Regions from separate parts of the Drosophila melanogaster genome. Here region 2 is linked to region 1. The links are chromatin contacts, called in public Hi-C maps. All regions are on one chromosome and are shown on one strand. The core of a region is the stretch at or near the end of the contact, and the rest is flanking DNA. Distances in the headings are between cores, read along the strand shown.

Region 1 (4,258 bases), core at 904-3,403:
ATTTGATGGGGCTATCAGTTGTGTCAGCCCATTAAAAGTGCCCCAGCTAGTAAATATAGTTAGTTGACCCCTTACCACCACACAGCATACCCGATTTAGTTTTCAATTTGGTTTGCTTTCGATTAATACAAAACCCGGCTTATCTGTGCTTCGTCACGATGAAATGGCTGCGGATTATGGCATGGGCACACCATCCATCCATGGAGTAGATTATTTATGTCTACGAGGGGTGCTAAACGCGACCCGATCGTAATGGAGTCTGTGTCTCAATACTCCAAAACAATAATAATTCCTGCAGCAGTACGAGGGATTCGGTGCGTGGTACAGGATGGCCTTATCTCTGGCCCGTAGTAATGCCCGTCTTCCCCAGTTTCTTTATAATGGTCATTATTAAATTGTATTATAAGAGTCAGCTCAAACAAAACAAAAGCAAGTCCCGAGTTAAAGTCGGTGGCTGATAAGCTACGATTTTCCACTCGCTATATAACACTGCGAGAAAAAATATACCAGATCTTATACAGATTTCAAATATGAAATTCTGTACATGATTAAAGCTAAACGTAGCAGGATAGTTTAAATGAAATGTAGTAATAGTATCTAAAATAACATGATGACAAGATAATAGGTTATTAAAATAGGTTATTAATAGTATCTTACAATCTTTGCCTCTGCATTCTTCTCAGTGCATTCCCTTTTCTCTTACCCACTCACTTTGGCCTTTTATCTTCTGACCACAAGGCATCTTCCGGACTTTGCTACTGCTACTACTGATAGTCCAGCACCCGCACCCGCACCCTTGCATCCTTATCGCAATGTCTCCTCCTCGACTCCTCCCCGCATGGGTGACCCGCACCCTGTGGCCAGGGCCTCCTCCTCTCCCTACTGGCTGGGTCGGATCTTGGTCTGCCCGGCGAGGCGCCGACTTAAAGTTTTCCGCCAGGTTATTTACCTCCTTATCTCGCCAGCATTGTTTTCGCCTCGTCACCCGCTCCTTGCTTCTGATTCGTCTGGTTTTATCAATGTTTCTGTTTGCAATATGTTTGTTCTCAGCTTTTTGTTATTGTTTCTTGATTACTGGTTCTCTTATCACGACGCGTGACGTCATAAGAGCCGGCATTTTGCTATTAGATAGGAATATCTTTACATTTTTTTATCGTTTTTTTTTGGAAACGTGCTTGCTTTTTAGTTTTTTAAAATTACCAGACTCTTTGGCATTTCCCTGGTGGGAAATAAACTTCATCATAAACTTCATCGAAAGGGGGGGTGTGTAGGGAGAATAGTAGGAGTGCCATAGATAGGCAAGGTCGTCTGCCAGGCTTTGTTATCGGTTTGGTTTAATGTAGATCAGTCTCTATTTATTGAGCGCAAAAAAAATGTTATATCTTTCATAAACCATCTTTACTAAACCGGAAAATATCTTAGATATAAAAGAGAAAAGTGGGATTTATATTAGGAACTTATATTTTTGATTTAGAAAAAGATTAGTTTGGAAGAGCTTGTATCTTTGAGAAATAATTAGAAATTGGGTATTTACAGGATTGGATCTGGGGGAATTTATATATATTTTTTTTTAGTAAGTTGGTTAAAGATCCTTTCTCTACTGTTTGGTAAGCATTCGAAACAGGAACTTATGTACATTCCGCTATAGTGGCCAGATTCCGAATGCTGTCGTCACCAAATCAAATCTGGCCAAAGCAGGCCAGATGATAAGGACCTATGGCATATACTCACCAAGTCGGAGAGCGAGAGTTGCCCCGATAAGGATAGTCGCGCGACCGACGCGTGATGCAACTTAATCAAATCGTGTTTTGGTATCGCCCACCCTGCCTCTCGCTCTATCTGTGCCAGCGTCCTGCTCGCTCCCGTGTGGCGTCCATGCGGCGGAGATGGCGCCTGTGGGGCTGGCAATCGTGGAATCGGAATCGGGCCCGGCTCAGATAGCCATATCTTGGCGGCGTCCAATCAGCGGAACCGGCGACAGCCAAACTACGCCAAAGTACCGAGTACACGGCGCAATGAGTTCGACGGTTGCGTCGCCGATAATAAGTACAATCGTTACTTTGCTGTTGTTGCGTTTTTGAAAAGGTGATATGAAATGTGCTCTGATAAGTTTTAATCAAGAATATTTTACTCGCATTGCTTTGGGTGGCTCCCGGCCGAGTAGCATTTGAAAAGTTGTAGTAGTAGGTCGGAGCTCGGATGCGGGTCTGGTCGGGTCCACTCCCAACCGAACCCATCCCGTGCCATCCCATCCTATCGATTGCATCCGGCACACCGGTGCGGATTCGTGGGTCGTGTCCCGGCGATTATCACCGTGATCTGTTGGGCGTGAAACCGAAGAAAACCCTTTGAGCGTGGAAAAATGTGAGGAAAGTTGCGCCGGCGCAAGGGAAATCCTTCAAACGTGTGTTTAACCACAAAAGCGACGTGAGTTTAACCAACATAATCGACGGTTGGGCGCCCGGAAAAGCCACCACCCGCCTCCTCATCGTTCCCCGAAAGAGTTGTGATCCGTCGGCGTGACCTGTGTGACACTTTCATTTGCCGGGTTAACGCCCCCTCAAAGTCCGGACAGTATCGAAACCGAAAATTTAACGCTTGCTTAGCGCCTGAGATCGCCAGATGCCCAGATGTCCGCGGCTCGGTCATCATCGATGAAAACCACATGGGCCGAACGAACGCCCCTCATAATGAGCGCAACGGATCCGAGCACTCGATTCTGGACCTAGCCACAATGGATTTTCAATCGCTGTCGGAATATGCATGGGAATCTGGCCATGGACAACTTGGTAAGTTTCACCAGACGATTTGTTGGCCTTCGGGGGAAGTTGCTCTCAATTGTCTTAACTAACATAAATAATACTAATGGAATGTTGCATATGTGCTAAATGAAGCTACATATGTACATAAATAAATGTCACATAATGTTTAGTCACAACTCTTGGGAAGACATAGTGTACGTATTATTATGAGTCATTGTATTCATTTTTTGCAAACAGTCATGATTTTAATGAGTTTTAGGCTTAAAATGGTTTCTAAGAATAAATATTTCAGTTCAAGTCGCAGTAAGATTATTAAATGTTGTGGAATGCATCCAAGCAAAAAGTGTCTAAGAAAATTTAAGGAATTGAAAAGGGACCGACAGGGAAAAGTAGGGAAAATTATGTCGATTACGAGAAACCAGCATGACGATCAACGAACCCAAAAAGCACAAAACTCCGGATCCCGTCCAGCCAAGGGGTGGGGCATTGCCTTACAGCTCCAGGCAGTGGCACCCAGCAAGTGCCCATATGCGTGCCCGAGTATATATTTTATATATATGTATGTGTATATATATATAAATATATAAGGAGGTTGAAACGACTGAAAAACAAAATGCGAGTCCAAACGATGGGTCCCGTTCCATGGTACCGCTGCCGATCCACTTGGCCCTGCGGTCGTTGAGTTGTGGCGACGACAACAACGAGGCCTTATCAACATCGACTTGTATGTATATGTATAATATATGTATGTGGGGAAAAAATGAAAAGAAAAAATTATTCAAGAAAAATAAGCATTTAAGAAAAGAATTTCAAAACAAATGAAATAAATGTAGTGGGGCCTTATACTATGTACCCATAAATTCATTGCTATACACACATGACTTCCTGCCATAGGTCAGCCATATTGAAAATTAATTATACAAAAAAAATATATATATATATATATATTGTATAACCACACACATATTATAGTCAAGCGAATTGTCGTAGTTAACCGACAATTGCCTTTTGTTGTTCAGCCAGTGATTTTCCAGGGAAACCCTGGATGCATCCCACACAGCCATCCGACTCCCCTGACACGTGCATCTCCATAGCGAAATGCATCCGCAAACAAGTGGGATTTACTTTTGGGTGCCGCGGAGGAAACCGCGACAATAAACACCGCAAAAACAAAAAAACCAAAACCAAAACCAAACCGAGGACAAACAACCAACAATGACGGACAGTCACATACATTAAACATTAACAGAACAAGTAAAGTAAAAATTGTAGTATAAAAGAATTTTTGTGAAATTCCGAAACGCAAACAAACTGTACGGCAAACAACAATCCACCAAAGACAAGATACAAGATACAAGACACTCGTGTTTGTCTTAATCGTTAATTGCTCTGGCCACGTCCCTATCCCAGTCCCGATTTCAGTTCGAGTTCCAGTTCCAGTCCTCTGTGGTTGGCACACACATCCACAGAGTGCGCCAAACTCTAGGAAAAACCGC
Region 2 (4,258 bases), core at 1,245-3,744, 3.6 Mb after region 1:
AACGCCTTGGGGCAATAAGCGAATGCACTGCCAGGGGCCAATTTCATCGAGCCCGGCATCTCGTCCTGCGTCTTGCGTTCAGCGTCCTGTGATGTTTATCCTGGCAATTCGCGACGTAAACTGAACCCAAGTAGCCCTAGCCCAACTGAAAGCAGAAGGACTCCACCGCTCGCTCAGCCGCTGCTCTGCACTGCGGAAAACGAGGCAAGCGAATGAAAATGTGTGCGGTTTGTGTTTTCACTACACCGCCGTAGCGCCATGTGCGCGTAGCTGGCGGTACAAATCAGCTGAGAGCGGCGCACGCTTTTCACGAGTGACGTCACCGTTGTCGCGACTCATGCGCACCCAGGGCGCGGAAGAGAGAGGTGGAGAGCGAGCGCCACAGCGAGAGCGAAAGAGATGCCCAAATACCCAAGATATTCAGACACTCAAATAATCGTGCTCGTGTTTCTGTATCTTGGGGAAGTCGCCTGCTGTGGCGCCGAATGTGCTTGGCCCAAATGCATGCTTGTTGCGCCACTTGGAACCACCCCTCTCTCTCACCCCTTTCTCAATCCATCTTTCACCCCACCCTCAGGAAAAGGGCGAAAAGGGGGTCGTTCTAGCCGACCAGGGATGGCTGATGGCGGCACAGCACGCTACTATGTGCGACTAGGGCTTATCGAACTATATTCAGAAATATATTATGCTAACATATAGGGAAGCCAGTTAAAATAAGTAATACCAAAGCTAAGTAAAGTTACACCTAATATATCAAAATAAATTCTTTAATTATTTATATTAAATCAATCAAAAATTCAATGATTAATTGTACTAAATTACATATCCTAATATGTCAGAAAAATGTACGAAACATTTAATCAAATCAACCGCATACGGGAAAATGAAAACATACCAAATATTTATGTCTCGAAGATTACACAAATGATTTAAAACTTCATTTAGAATCAATTTATTCACCCCAATATTTGACTATTTGTTTATTGATATATTCAACATTGAATAGAGATTCCAGTATATCAACATCAATATACATACATACGGTTTAATGTATGCAATAAATACATGTATATATGTCACGCTATCTAAAATAAATGTTCATGTACGCGTCATTTGAGAGCCTGAGTTTTTTAACACGAATGAGAGATTACTTTTAACATTTCGTAATATGCAATTAATTATAAAAGTATATGAGTTGTGCTCGTTTACAGATTGGCACTCACTTGGGCTGCATAAATATAAGTTTGAGCCACTTAATAAATCATTTTCAATTAACAGATCATAAAATTGGATTACCTAAATAACAATTACTGGGCTCTTACAATAAAATAAAGCATGAGTAAAGCTTGTAACCAAGTATCAAACAAATTTCTAAGGGTTACTAAATAATAATAAAAGTGTCATAGCTAAGGCCTAATTAAGTGACTGAAAGGAACATTCGTAACACAAATAATCACTTTGAATGATTTTTAACTTAGTCACTGAGTTTTTTGTGCACTTCGTCTAAGCAATCGGCACCGGAAATTCCTGTGATTGGATTTTCGCCGTGTATAATAGCATCCATTTCGATCTGTGTGAGATTTTCAGTAAGGAGCTTTTCAATGTTAATGAACTTGGCATTAGGCTCTTGAATGGAGGCAGCATCCATGTCCTGGTCAACTGGCGTCTGGAGCACCGAACTGCTGCGCTTGGCACGCTCTGAAACGTAAGGTAATTCAAGTTTATACAAATTAAGAAGTTAAGATTTAATCACATACCAAAACGAGCCCTGTGGGCCTCTTGATCGATGATAATTTCATTGGTCACATAAACTTCGCGTCGGATTTGGTCACGCAGTTCAACGCTCATGTCCGGAATGCACCAACGCACCAAAATCATCACCAGGGCAACAAAGTTCTGAAAACAAAATGCAAGCCATCAACTAATTTATGCAAAATATTTCATCATCACACGCCCCTGAATTACAATATTTAGTCTGCGACGTTGCTGGCGAATTTGGGGTCAAATGAAGCCTACCAAATGACAACTTTCCAGGCAAGTAAATGGAATTGGCTAAATGCAGCTTAGACAGGTGCTAGCCTCAACCCTAATATAATGTGTATTGGGGGCGATATCGTCGAGTTCTATTCGAAAAAGAAACCCCTTAGAAACCAAAACCGGCACAGCAGCACACCGCTCAACAAACATGCAACACATGCAACATACTTGACTCGATGGACTTTGGATTCTTGCAGCATAAGAAAGACAGAAAGCCGGGAAAGAATGAAAGGTAAATATAAAGAACCAAAATGGAGAACCTAAATGGATAATTGGCCCTAGTTCTACTTAGAGCCAAAAACTTTAGTTAGTAGCTGTGAGTACCTCGAGCCAAGCGGACGCGTTTAAGCAAAATTAAATACAATACTAAAATTATAAAAAAGGATATAGAAATACCAATTGTATAAAAGAAATAAATAAATTACAAAAGAATATTATAAAATCTAATTAAAAACAGGAATACCAAGCAATCTGAAGAATAAAAAAACGGTCGAAATATTGTACAAAGTTAATTAGGCCGTGTTCAAGATGAAATACTTTGAATTCCTAAGCCTTTCGTCGGTGGGCCTCTGCATAGCCTGTGGGGACTTGCTATTAGCAGTGAGCATACTGGGTCCTTCGAGCTTTTACCTATACCTCGATTTCATGGATATTGAAAAATGGGAACAGGATGCCGAAGTGGAAGCTTTGACTCCCATTGGAACCTTCTTTTCAACATTGGGTAACTTAACGGAAAGTACCGAATATAATTGTTTTCTAAATACAAAGTCTTACAGTGAACTATCTGTGGGTGCGAGAGTTCTCGCAGGTTTTCTATATGACAGCAACGTTTATAATTTGGGTGAAGGCAATGATAAACCTAATGGTGGCCTGTATTCTTATCGACGGCATAAAGCAGGTAACATATTTTAAATATCCCAAAAGCACATTACTTATTTAATATAAAATATAACAAACTATTTTAAGAAACGTCTCGTATGTATTGCTCCCTGGTTGATAAACTCATGCCTATCAATGGTTGTTGAAACGGGCATTTTTGTGAGCCTGGAGCTGCGAATTGATGAAGTTGATGCCGCAGTGGATCGTCGAATAGCGAGAAGCCTAATCTTTGGCGTATTTATAGGTGAGCTACTCCTTTCATACTTAAGTTAAATAATTGTTTATATCTCAATATATATTTCAGTGCTGAACGCGTTATTTTCGTATGGTATCTTTGCTCTTTATCGCAAGCTAAAGTCTGACCCCAGTGAGAATGTTGAAGTCATTCCCCAAAGCCCGCCACACACATTTAATGCCTGAACATACTTAGAATTTACGTTTTGGAACCGACAAATATAAATGTTTGAAAAATAATACAAATAAATCTATCCCTAAGTTTTACTCACTTCAAAGACGACTACAAAACCCAATCGGCAGGCCAGAATTATGTAGAACATGCTGCTCAATGTGTATTTTTCTGGAGACGATGGTGGAAGTCGAAAGTCCGTATATCTGAAAACAAGCTAGCTAATAAGTAATTCCTGAAATTATTCCATATATTTCACTCACCTGCACGTTGTTATGTTGGAGAGATCGCCAGCTAAGCTATACAACGTGGGCGAATCAATGACTTTGAACTCTGATAGTGTAAAGTTGAGGTAACCATCCAGAGTGCCTTGCTTGTTTACGTAATGCCGGTACACCAACCGCGGTATCATGTCAGAGGTAAAGGCAATGATGAATCCCTAAATACGTGGTAATTAGTTTAAGATATTTTGATAATTCTACCTCTGCGAATTCTACCTACATTTGTGATCACGCTGAGCTTGCCTATGCAGTCCAGGATACGATACCACACTCCTATATCTCGAACTCGCTGTGATACTGGACGCTTGTGGTGGGTCAATAGTTTCTTTGCATCCAGTCGCATTTCCAGGATATTATTTAGCAGGGCAAAGAATGGCGCCAGCGGAAAAGCGGCCACAAAGATGGTTACGAAGCCGTACTGCAAGACCATCTCCAAATACTCGGGAAACAGACCTCGGGCACCCCAATCCAGTAGCTTGAAATCCCGCATCCAGCGTTCGTCTTTCGCCTTGTCTGGATTCGGGGTGTTGTTGAAAAGTCGCGACAGTCCCACCTGAATGGCCAAAACCTTTCGCCAGAACATGGGAAGATACACTTCAAGAATAGTGTTGAATGCCTGCTTGCCAACCATTATAATGGCTAACTGGATGCACAG

The links. A called contact is a pair of places that touch in the nucleus more often than the background predicts.
Region 2: a Hi-C map of the Kc167 cell line shows a contact between it and region 1, with 2.4 times the contacts expected there.

What each region holds. Positions count from the first base shown.
Region 1 is chr3R:15,983,999-15,988,256 of dm6, forward strand. srp (serpent) reads left to right here and starts at 2,154. Exons shown (of 8, transcript NM_001275690.1): 1 at 2,154-2,789. It overlaps lncRNA:CR44133 (long non-coding RNA:CR44133), which reads left to right and starts at 2,183. Exons shown (of 2, transcript NR_074017.1): 1 at 2,183-2,789.
Region 2 is chr3R:19,632,455-19,636,712 of dm6, forward strand. It overlaps CG34138, which reads left to right and starts at 2,495. Exons shown (of 4, transcript NM_001043264.4): 1 at 2,495-2,758; 2 at 2,814-2,935; 3 at 3,004-3,160; 4 at 3,221-3,425. The coding sequence starts at 2,566. The coding sequence ends at 3,336. subdued (subdued,) reads right to left here. Exons shown (of 14, transcript NM_142563.2): 10 at 3,824-4,258; 11 at 3,586-3,761; 12 at 3,423-3,528; 13 at 1,758-1,896; 14 at 964-1,698. The coding sequence ends at 1,475. CG6231 reads right to left here and starts at 264. Exons shown (of 7, transcript NM_169865.2): 1 at 1-264.